Linked DNA regions of Triticum aestivum: region 2 is linked to region 1. A link is a contact called in public Hi-C data. All regions are on one chromosome and are shown on one strand. Each heading gives the region's core, a stretch centred on a gene start, on an enhancer-like site or on the middle of the called end of the contact. The rest is flanking DNA. Distances are from core to core; before and after follow the strand shown. Region 1 has its middle 130 kb from the start of LOC123091780. Region 2 holds the start of LOC123091782 (myb-related protein MYBAS1).

Region 1 (5,588 bases), core at 1,830-4,329:
TGACTTGCTCATACTCAATAAACAGCTCATGCAGAGAGGTGCGGCCCAGTGTGTTGATGTAGACCAGGCCACGAGAGACGGACGACAAAGATGACCGCGGCTTTAGAGACGGCATAAACAGATGAGTCGGTCGTGGCACTGTAAGCCGGTGCGGATGGGCGAGTCAATTGCAGGCGCGGTCCCGCCTAGTTGATGTAGATCAAGCCACAAGGGCGGTGACTTGCGCACGTCCTTTGAATTGCGAGCAGACGCGATCCCAACAAGCTGATGTGGACCAGACCACCAGGGCAGAAGCTTGTGTGTGTTCCTTCATTAGGTGATATGTTCCGGATTATCCCCAGGAGGGATATTATCAATCCGCGCTCCATATCCGTGGTGTAAACCACATTTGTAATGAATAATGGTCCTGCATATAAAAATATACAAATCAAAGTAATTTATCCTTTGATAATAATAATATGTGTTTAATAAAATAAATTTTAGATGGATATCACCTGATGTTTGCGGATGGCAAACAACTTTGGATGACGAATGATCCGCTCACCGCAACAGAGGCGGCGGCTTAAAACACTGCACCGGTCGGCTCAGACGGTCCCTCCGGGTCATGTTTGACCCTCTTTTTCTTTCTTTCTTTCTTTTTTTTTTCAGCAGGCTTCAGTCGTGTGCCTGCAGGGTGAACGCTGGCCCAAACTCCATCAAGAACGCATGAGACCTATGTCCATGGAGTGACGTCATTTAGACCGTCAACCGATTGATCATCGCAACACTTGTTGCAATCAATTGTCTCTTCTTAGGCTTCAGCTGGTTTATTTGACAGCAGATGAAAAACTGACGACTCCTTGGTTTTCTCCAGACGAAATAGTGCTCGGGCTCCACATTTGATGACAGGCAGTTGGATCTTGGAAAGTGAGTACGTATATACTAGTACTAGTATTCATCCATTGTCTTTGTCCGCTTTATAAAATAGTACTCCCTCCGTTCGGAATTACTTGTTGCAGAAATGGATGTATCTAGATGTATTTTAGTTCTAGATACATCCATTTTCGAGACAAGTAATTCCGAACGGAGGGAGTACTTTGATATCTCGTATGGATGCTTGAAAACCAATTGCTGTGGTTAAAACACAGGCTAGCACTTGGAATACTAGTACTTCCTCCGGTCCCCTGGATTGCTCTTTGCATGCACACGGGCGCTCGGGCACGGCCGGTTTGACGAGGCCACGAAGTTGAGTACGACAGCAGCCTTGCGGCAGAAACGGACCGGCCGTGTGTCTTGACGACAGTCGACGAGTTGAAAGTGGGCCGCAGCAGCGGGCGTTTTACGGGCAACAGGTGACCCAAAGCACGGCGGCCTGAAGTAAAAGGGTGCCGGACGGAATGGCGCGCGGCCATGGCCGGTTCAACGCGGGAGGTGGCTTGTAGCTCGGAACGGCGCACGGCCATGGCGATTTGGAGGAGGCAGCCCGGGGGCATCGGTTTAAAGTAATAAGGCCGGGTCGTAGAAGCCAACTGTCGTGGTGCGGCGAGTCCCAGCAGTGCGGTAGCTCTCCTGCTGTAGTTTGAAATGGGCGGCGGCTCGCCGACGGCAGGAGCGAATCAGCGCGCACCCGCAGACACCGTAGGGGCGGTTTAACACCTAGTGACAGCTCGTCTTGCGGCTGAGGTAGCACCTGGCACGTCAAGGCAAGGGCCATCATCAGCAGCGATGTGATGCGGAGCTGTCCACAGGCGCAGGGAGGCTCTCCAGCGGTCTGACTACTGCAGTGGTGTCTGGTTTAGTGGTGGAGCAACACGGAAGCGAAACGGCGAGACGGCGTCTGCGGCGATTTACACCACCCACGACGGCCGAGCGGAGACGCGGCCGTGGCAAAGCGGCCCGTGGACAACCCGGCAAAGAACAACGGCGGTTTATCGCTGCAGAGACGGGGGTGATCCAGCGACCTGACGAGGCTGGTTTTGAAGAGGCAAAGCCATTCAGGAACGGGAAGCCCGAAGCGCGGGCAGTGATTCATCTGTGTTGGAGGTGGAGCGGCGATTTGCTGTGTCGGCGGTTCACGGCACGGCTGCGGTCACCGGTAGTGGACCGGCAAGGCGCGGTGAGGAGAACTGTGGCCGCTCGGTGAAACAACGGCGGAAGCAGTCCGCAGCGGTGGCCGGCCAGTTTGGTGCGGCGAAGGCAACTTGGCGAGGCAGAACGAGTCTGACTTGGAGGCGAGGCGAGACCACCCACGACCTGGACCCGCGGTCATTCTTGCTGAAGGAGCCAGCGGCGGATTCAGGCTTGGATGCTGGCGGGTTAAGCCGTCGGCGGTTTGCAGATGTAAACCGGTGAACAGCAGTAGGGCCGGCTCTTGCGGCCAACAGACTCCGGTCGGGGCAAAGGTGGCAGGAGTGTCACGGAGATCGGGAGCCGGGTCGCCTGAGTGGAGGCGCGGCACAGAGGGCCGCGGCGGTTTGAGCTTCGAGGCGGCCGGCGACTCACCGCGGCAGAACAGCGGCAGGCTACAACAGATCAGCAACAAGTGATGCCGACTCTAAGGCGAGGTGAAGCACGGTCGGCGGTTCGAGGTGTGGCGGCTCAATCAAGTCCGTCAGAGGCGACCGATGGTTTGCCAGTGAGGCGGAGGCGAAGTCAGGCCGGGCACGAGCAGCTCTCAATCGGGGACAAGTCGGCCGAGGCTGGCGGCTTCAGCATGGGCGGTTCGGAGACCTGAGTTCTTGGTTGAATCGGCCTCCGGATCGTGCGATGTCAGAGATGGATCCTGGTAGAGGCGTCTCACAAGCGGCAGCTCGGTGACCGAAGGATTTGGCTTGGTGATTTGATTAGTCCTACCCGCGGTCGGCGACTTGCGCGGTGATAGGTGTTGGAGGCAGGTTTGAAAAATGAGGCCGGCCCGGTGCGGCCTTTGCTGAAGACACGAGGCGCACGGTGGTGCGAGACATTAAGCACCGAGACAGCGGGGCGGTTCAGCAACGGCTGTGGGGCGGCCTGATGGTGACTTTGCGGAAGAGACCCGAGGCCATGGGCCCGCTCACAGCAGCAGGAGCAATCCGCGGCGGATCGCGGTATGGGCGGGCTGCCCTGGCACAGGCGACGACTCGGCGGTCCACGGCTCAATAGGCTGGCAAACGTAGCCGCAGTGGTGACTTGTCCGTGGGCGTGCACTTCAATGGCGGCGGTTTGGCTGCAACTTTGAGGGCGATGGCGACTCAGAGCCGGGGCATGTTGATGGCAGCTCGAGACCGGTCACGTCCACGATGGAAGGCCATAGCGGCAACTCGGCGGCGAACCTGCTAGTCTATTTTTCGGGTCGTATTCAATTTGACCATCAGTCTTCCTCCAGCAGTCCTTGACCTCTTTTGACTCGGATGGATGTACCAATCAAGGACAAAATATATATGAGGTAGTAGTACTCGAGTAGCATTAGCCCTCTTCCCAAAAAAGGAATAGTTGATGTTGGCTCTCACGTGGCAAAGTGTTTAGTTTAAGCGGTACTAGTACTTCGCTTTGATCTTTCGTCACGAGACGGTGGCCCGTCAGAAAAAATAGCCTTGGGACTTGAAACTATATATATACAGCAGCAACACAAACATGGCAGATCGGACCGATGCTTGTGGCATAGTAATCGGCCGCTGATTGTGGAAAATCCTTACCGGCTCGGTGGACTGGTGGTATGCTAACTTCAGAAAAAAGACTTCAGTCAATCTCGGCGGATCAAAAGTGATCAGATAAACCGCCGGACAGTAGCTACGATGGGACCGTAGCCCTAACTTCTTTGACTTTGGACAAATCTTATATCTGTCGCTTTGACTGTTTGATATTGAAACAATATAAATCTTTCGTTGATGATTCTTCTTCATCTGAAAAATCGCGAATTTCTTGATCCCTTAGAGATATCCCTCCAAGAACTCAACACCATCGTGCGAAAGCCCCACGATGGGCGCCAACTGTCGTGGAATAAACACGTCAGATGTCCTTAGTGTGAGGACTTAGTCGCGAGGCCAACACATCTATGTGGTAGCTTGAGAGGGGTTGAGCGGAATCGAGAGATGCAACACAAGACAATGGTTTAGACAGCTTCGGGCCCCGGGAAACATCATCCGGTAAAAACCCTACATGTTGTTTGAGGCTAGATCTCATTATCATCACGAGGGACTCGCCGTAAACCGGCTCTCCTCTAGTTGTGTCTAGCCCTAGAGATTGTTTCTTGCTTGTCCCTCTTTGGGGAGCCCTGCCCGTCCTTATATAAGTTGAAGGGGTGGGTTACATGTAGAGTCCAACTCGGACTTTAACTTAAACTATTTTGACTTCCCTTTCTGGGCTTCTTAACGTCTGCCGGTTTAACATTGTCTGCCGATTTAATATTGTCTGCCAGTTTAACATTGTCTGCCGATTTAACACTGTCTGCCGGTTTAACACTCGCCGGTTTACCGTCTGTCTTAGCCATCCGTCTTAATTCTCCGCCGGTTTAGCATCTGTCTGAGCCATCTGTCTTGACTCTCCGCCGGTTTACCATCCGCCAGTTTACCAAGTCCCAGCCGGTTTACAACTCTAGTCGGGTCATACCGCGGGGTATATCCCCGACAGGGGGTCCCCAGACTTGCCTGCCTGCGGCCCATGGCATGGCTCCCCCAGCGGCCTGGTACGGCCCATCCTCACCAGCAACCAGTCAAGACCCTCGCAAGGGGCCAAGCCTCGCGAGGCGGATAACACAAGACCTCCTCAGGGGCGGTCTCGCTAGGCTAGCTCGTGAGGAGTGGAGAGATCAAGGCGAGGGGCACCTCGTGAATTTCCCGTGATGTGAGCCATGACGACCATGGCCAGGCGGGTGCCAGCAGGCGCAGAGTACCTGTTTCCTCTTTGGTGCTAAAGGGGCAAGCGCAGGCGAGGAGTCCCGAGGCATCAGGCAAAGGTTTCCATATTGGTGCAACTAGACCAAGACTAGCAGGACGGCAAGATGGAGGTCACCACGGAGCCCATGACGACGTCACCACAAGAGCCTTTTGGCAGGCGAAGACCACCTTTTGTCAGGATAGCTTGTACTAGCTGTCCCCCTTCAAATTGGCCTTTGTGGGATCCCTTCCCGCCTAACATTTGGGGAGAGGACCCGGGCCTCTATAAATAGGACTAGCCATCACCTTAGTGAGAGGGATTCAGACCATCCTCAACCACACAAGCTCACCGAGCGCAAGAACACCTCTCCTCAGGAGACTGTTCTTCCCCTGTACTTGTTCATGCTCAGTGTCGGTGTCAAAACCGGCGGATCTCGGGTAGGGGGTCCCGAACTGTGCGTCTAGGCGGATGGTAACAGGAGAAAAGGGACACGATGTTTTTACCCAGGTTCGGGCCCTCTTGATGGAGGTAAAACCCTACTCCTGCTTGATTAATATTGACGATATGGGTAGTACAAGAGTAGATCTACCACGAGATTAGAGAGGCTAAACCCTAGAAGCTAGCCTATGGTATGATTGTTGTTCGTCCTACGGATTAAAACCCTCCGGTTTATATAGGCACCAATGAGGGTTAGGGTTACATAGAGTCGGTTATAATGGTAGGAGATCTACATATCCGTATCGCCAAGCTTGCCT
Region 2 (5,681 bases), core at 1,859-4,358, 290 kb after region 1:
CTAAGCCCTATGGCATGACAGGTGCCCCCCGGTCGCGTCAATCCATAATCCCATCATGTGTTATTAAACCTCACGGCACAGGCCAAAAAGCATATATCCTTAATTTTCCAACATCCAGTGGACGCTGCTTTTGCTCCAACTTTGAGCGGGGTGACACCAAATCACACGGAATTGGGTGGTGGCCTTTGGTTCCCTCTGCATTGCAGTCGCTGTCGCCATCAGTCGTCACCCCCACATGCGAAATCAGGATAAAAAGAGTGGAAATTCAGTGTTTCTTATCACCCCCCGCGGCCACGGGCATCCACATCATAACCGAGATCAGAGCACCACAGGCTCACATCATCAGTCGGAAGCCATGGTTTTTTCTACCATTTCACAGATAATCACTCCAGGTGTAAAAGCTCTGAATATATACTTACATTGCTTGTCACCATAATCTTTGGAACGAACTTGACAATCCGTCGACTCGTGGTTTGCGGTGGTCACCATCATCATAGGAAGAGAGTTATCTCCCGGCAACTGATGTGCACCACAAGAAATGGAGAATTAAAACTAACCAAAGGAACCAAAAATCAATCTGCTCAAGCGGAAGCAAGAATATCCTAATCTAATAGTAGCATTTCACCATCTTATCCTACCAAAGGCAATAACCCCTGCCACCCACTTTCTGGTCAGTTTCACCATCCTGCAAGAATTCACATACCGAGTCATGACTCATGAGCTATATATAAAACCATTATTTTCATTTTACCAATTACTAAGCATACAGTAAGCATTGGCAACGTACATGTGCCACAAGGATCAGTTTGACACTGAAAAACACAAGAATTGATGGAAAACTTGTGCAAAGCAAAGAAAAGAACACAGTTCTCCCTGGACGTTTCAATGCTTTTTCTCGGAAAAAAAAATACGAGGTGAACTTCTAGGTTATAGCCAAAATGTATAAAAAAACAAAAAAGGAGAGAAGAAACATAAAGTGAGCCCAAGCCTTTATTTTCAGAAAACATTTTAGCCTTCTTCCCAAAGGCCAAGGAGCATCAAAAATAATTGAAAGGATTTTGAGATACACATATATGAGAAAAGGACCTGACTCAAGTGATGCAATCAATGGGCATAGGAACAGGAACTAATTGTTTTTTTTAAACCGATCAGGAACTAATTGTCACCACACTGATGATGACTGATCAGTGTTCCAATAAAGAAGCAAGCGAGAAGAGCTCGGATGCGAAAACAACTGCAGTGTATGGGGAGCCTTCAGAAAAAAAGATGCCCAAGATAAAAAGGTGTAGAGAGGCCACAAAGTGGACTGCAAGATTGGCAGGTTGGTGGCCTCCACATCAGTGCTGCCTCCCCATGCCTTCCTGGCTTGCTCCTGGTCATGCAAAGATTGTACTTATCTTTTTGTGCTGAGGGAACCTCCAGAAACATACAAAAAGCAACTAATTCCATAGCAATGGAGAAGTTAGGCCATGAGGATAAAATACTGCTCAGGACCCTACTGTCCACATACCTGCCTGACTTTTCTTAACTACTGTCTCCACGAAGGCATATGTAGTATACAAAAGTCAGCAAATGAGTAGAAATTGGGATCTACACAAGATCCAGTATCTAGTTACATTTTCGTCACATTCAATCAACAAAGGCGCCCGGATATAGCACAGATGGCCTATGTTGTATGACCGATTGCTATATGAACCAAATCTGATGAAAGAAATACGCAAGCATTTAGCGAAAAGGGAAACAGCATGCATATCCACTACAAAGCTCACCCTAGTAGTCATTATAGATGCACAAAAGCTTGCTCCCATGGCGTATTGAGTGGCAGGTCGCGCAATCGCATACACTTTGTATTGGAGTCGTGTATAGTCCGAGATATTTTGCTGTGCGTGGGATAATGGTTGAAAAGAAAGGAAAAGATAAAGTCCCCTGTGCCAATGATAATGGCTGACAGAAAGGAAACATGCATATGTAGTAAAGATCGTGGACTAGCATATCCAGGAGATATAAAATAGGGAAGAATCGAGAGACGATTGTGTCAACCTACATATGTGGCCTGATTTGCGTAAAGATCGTGGACTAGCATATGTAGCCTGCGAGTCTTGTGAGTTTACGAATATATATTCCTAAAGCAAGTAGGGGCACTCATGGACTAGCATAAAACAATTCTCAACAGACATGCTTCATAGCTTAATATCTAGTAAGATAACCAAAATAAGAACATACTTTTGGATTTTTCATAAAAAATACATAGTATCGGGGTTTTTCTGATTCATAAAGATCTCTAAAGATCCATTTGTAAATGCACGAGAACCATGTAGAAACAAAAAGATTGAAATGGGCCTTATCAGCATGCTTAAACTGCAGTATCTGCATGTACAAGATTATATGTTCCCAAGAAAATTCCAGTAAGAAACATGCACCGGCAACAGTCCAGTTCAGACTTAAAACTTGCCGTTTGTTTTGTCAAAGAAATTGATGCTAAAGCTAAGAGCATGAAATTATTGCATGGAATTATTTTTTGACGCATATTGTATGGAATTATAGAAAATGGAACCCAGAATAATTATGTTTCTCTTTCTATTTTTGAGAAACGTAACAACACCTGCTCGTCGTGCCTTTGGACTAATTATTTAAATGAGTTAGTAAAAATGAAATAAGCATACACTTACTCAACAAACAGTTGCAAAAATACATCACGTTTTACGGTTTGCTTCATTTCTTTTGCATTTCAGTTAACAAAATTGCATGTGTTTGCCTTCACTTCAAAAGTAATTTCCATAAAATATGCCCACACACAAAATAATTAACCAAAACCTACATGCACATATTGCTCTACTTTTTTGGGGAACATGAGTGTGCTATTAATCAAAAGGAGTTAAGTCAACTCACAGAGTAAACCGGCAACAAACAAGAGTTAGATGCAGTCCAAATCCAATATATGTAATACTATACCCTTCTAAAATTTGTAACACAGAGCAAGAGACATGAGAAGGCAATTTTAATCTGAGGACAACCTCATCGATGATTCTCTAAATCAGACCCACCACGTAAAGAGGCCCCATGAGGGCCTTCTTGTCCTGCCTATAAATGAGAAGCAAGAGCCATCAAACCAGTGCACAACTAAGACAAAGTGGCTTCCTCTCACTAATACCAACCTTCTTCCCATCAGGCTGGAGTTCATCAAGGATCTAAGCCTGAAACTGGAGCCCACAAGCACACAGAGGAGGAAGAGCAACAAGGCTGGCTCCCAGCCCATCCAAGGTAGAAGCGAACAACGTTAGAGATGGTGACAGTGCAAGATGAGATGCGCAAGGGGCCATGGACAGAGCAGGAAGACCTGCAACTGGTATGCACTGTCCGCCTGTTCGGTGACCGCCGCTGGGATTTCGTTGCCAAAGTCTCAGGTTTGAGGGGTGGGAGACCTGCAAATTAGGTAGCCATTTTTGCAATCCTTGGCACAAAGATGCAAACAGCATGCAAATATCATTGTCTCTAACCAACTATCTTCATACATCACCTTATCTATGGCCATGTAGGCCTTAACAGGACAGGCAAAAGCTGCCGCCTCCGGTGGGTAAACTACCTCCACCCTGGCCTCAAGCATGGGCGCATGTCGCCACAAGAGGAACACCTTATTATTGAGCTCCATGCTCGATGGGGTAACAGGTTTGATCCAAAAGAAGACCTTACTAAAGCAGCTGTTTTTTTCATCTACAACAGGTGAAACGCACTAACATCCTCTCTATGTATAGGTGGTCTAGAATAGCACGCAGACTGCCAGGGCGTACGGACAATGAGATCAAGAACTACTGGAGGACACACATGAGGAAGAAAGCACAAGAGAGGAAGACAAACATGTCACCTTCTTCCTCCTCCTCATCATTTACATACCAATCCTGCCTCCTTGAAACTGCACCAATAATCAGGATGGATGGAGGCAGCACTCATAATGGCACAACCTGCTTCTCAAGTGTACTTAAGAGCAACCAGAGTGTCATGGATGGATATTCTATGGACCAGATATGGAAGGAGATTGAGGCACCGGCCATGCTGCCCATTGATAAAAAAGCATGCAGCAATCTCCCATGTCCTGTGCTGCCATCTCCTATGGGAGATCGCTACTGCCCTCCTGAGGTAGTCTGGAAGATGGACAATGGTGATCTCAAGATGTTAGCTCCACAATTTGGTTATGGTAATGGAGAACGTTCCTGCTATTGAAGGTTCAAGCTGTCAGGATCGAGGTCAGGTTACTAAGATACATATATATGCTTAACAGATTTCCACTACCTATGTAGCTATGTCTGCATATACATATATATGCTTGCCAGAATTGCCAGTAGCTACGTTTGCATTAGTATGGAGGGTGATCTAAATATTTACAAATCTACTGTAACATTGTAGATTGTCAGGTCTGCTTATGATGTGTGTGCCTATGTAGTGTGTAAAATAGCTTATGTCTCTTGCCCTTCACAGAATGGAATACGAGAGCAATTTATATGCATGATACAGAAGTCAATCTCCAATGATATTTTGGTAAAAAAGTTAGATTGACACGAATGAACATTGTACTATCAGAATTATAATATCTCCCCCCACCTGATTCTAAAGCTACAAACAGGGCCATGAGATTATATGGCTGTATCTCAAGGAGCAAACAAAAGAAGAGGAAAATGGGTACAGAATCAGCATTATTTTTTTCAAATCGTTCTTGCTATTACACTCTCATTTCCTTCGGCAGGATGTTGAGATTGAATGCTCTTGATAAAATGGCTTCTGGAACCTAAGGAACGTCAAAGAGAACAAGTATTTCTCCAATAAACACGCGGGCCCTGGAAACATTTTTTTTAATATGCAAACTGAGGCTGCTGTACAGACATCTGTATGCATATTTGATCTGAGTGGAATTGACAGACTTGGTGCAGAGTGAGTGGTCTATCACTTCAATTCTCTTAAAAAGGCTGAGCATTAGACTTTGATAGAACAAAAGAATGCTAGATTGTATTCGACACATAAGATTAGCAGGAAGTCGTAGATCATCCATTTAACAAATAGGAAAGTTAGCACTGCGGCAAGGTAAATAACGGGAGGTGGTAAGGGACTGGCACATAAGATGAGCAGGAAGTTGCAGATCATCCATTTAACAAATAGGAAAGTTAGCACTGCGATAAGGTAAATAAAGGGAGGTGGTAAGTGACTGGCACTTCAGATTTCTATAGCCGTCTACTTTGCTGAAAGTAGTATCTTATCTTGCAACTGATAAGCATGTATTTTCTTCTGATTGGGTGAATCTAGTGCTTGGACCACCTAGACACAACCATCATTAATCTGTGTTCCTCCACAACATTCAGAACTAGATGAAAGCTTAGATGTGGAGGTAGAGTTTAGAAGTTATATTTCTTCTCGTTCTTCTTCTATGTTTAGCAAATAAAAATTAACAAAGGACACCAGTCTCATATTGTTTCATGTGGAGCAAAATGCTGGCCTGGAAGAACTGCAGATATTCACCATAGCATTCAAATTCACCTGTGATTTATAATAATTATGAACAAAGAGGAAATCACAAGTACAAACAGGTCGCAAGATGTGATTAGCATGGAAAACCTTCAGAGCAGCCAGTGGCCAACAGTAAAAACACCCAGGACAGATACTCATACTATACTTAATGCAAAGTCATCAGCATC

Evidence for each region. Hi-C and Micro-C count contacts between places; a contact is called where the count stands out from the background.
Region 2: a contact with region 1 is called in a Hi-C map of an unstated tissue, with 8 times the contacts expected there. The contact joins the promoter of LOC123091782 here to the enhancer-like site in region 1. A contact is called at or near these places in 2 of 5 Hi-C or Micro-C datasets (leaf and an unstated tissue).

Annotation. Positions count from the first base shown.
Region 1 is chr4B:194,657,397-194,662,984 of IWGSC CS RefSeq v2.1, forward strand. No RefSeq gene overlaps it. Among protein-coding and RNA genes, the nearest start is that of LOC123091780, 130 kb to the left of the region's middle. Within about 2 kb of position 3,080, at least 3 of the 8 cell types and tissues checked have an H3K27ac peak or open chromatin away from gene starts, as enhancers often do. A contact at or near this core is called in leaf, where this site is marked.
Region 2 is chr4B:194,951,470-194,957,150 of IWGSC CS RefSeq v2.1, forward strand. It overlaps LOC123091782 (myb-related protein MYBAS1), which reads left to right and starts at 3,109. Exons shown (of 3, transcript XM_044513394.1): 1 at 3,109-3,404; 2 at 3,537-3,666; 3 at 3,753-4,501. The coding sequence starts at 3,284. The coding sequence ends at 4,218. It overlaps LOC123091783 (a long non-coding RNA gene), which reads right to left. Exons shown (of 2, transcript XR_006443485.1): 2 at 5,644-5,681.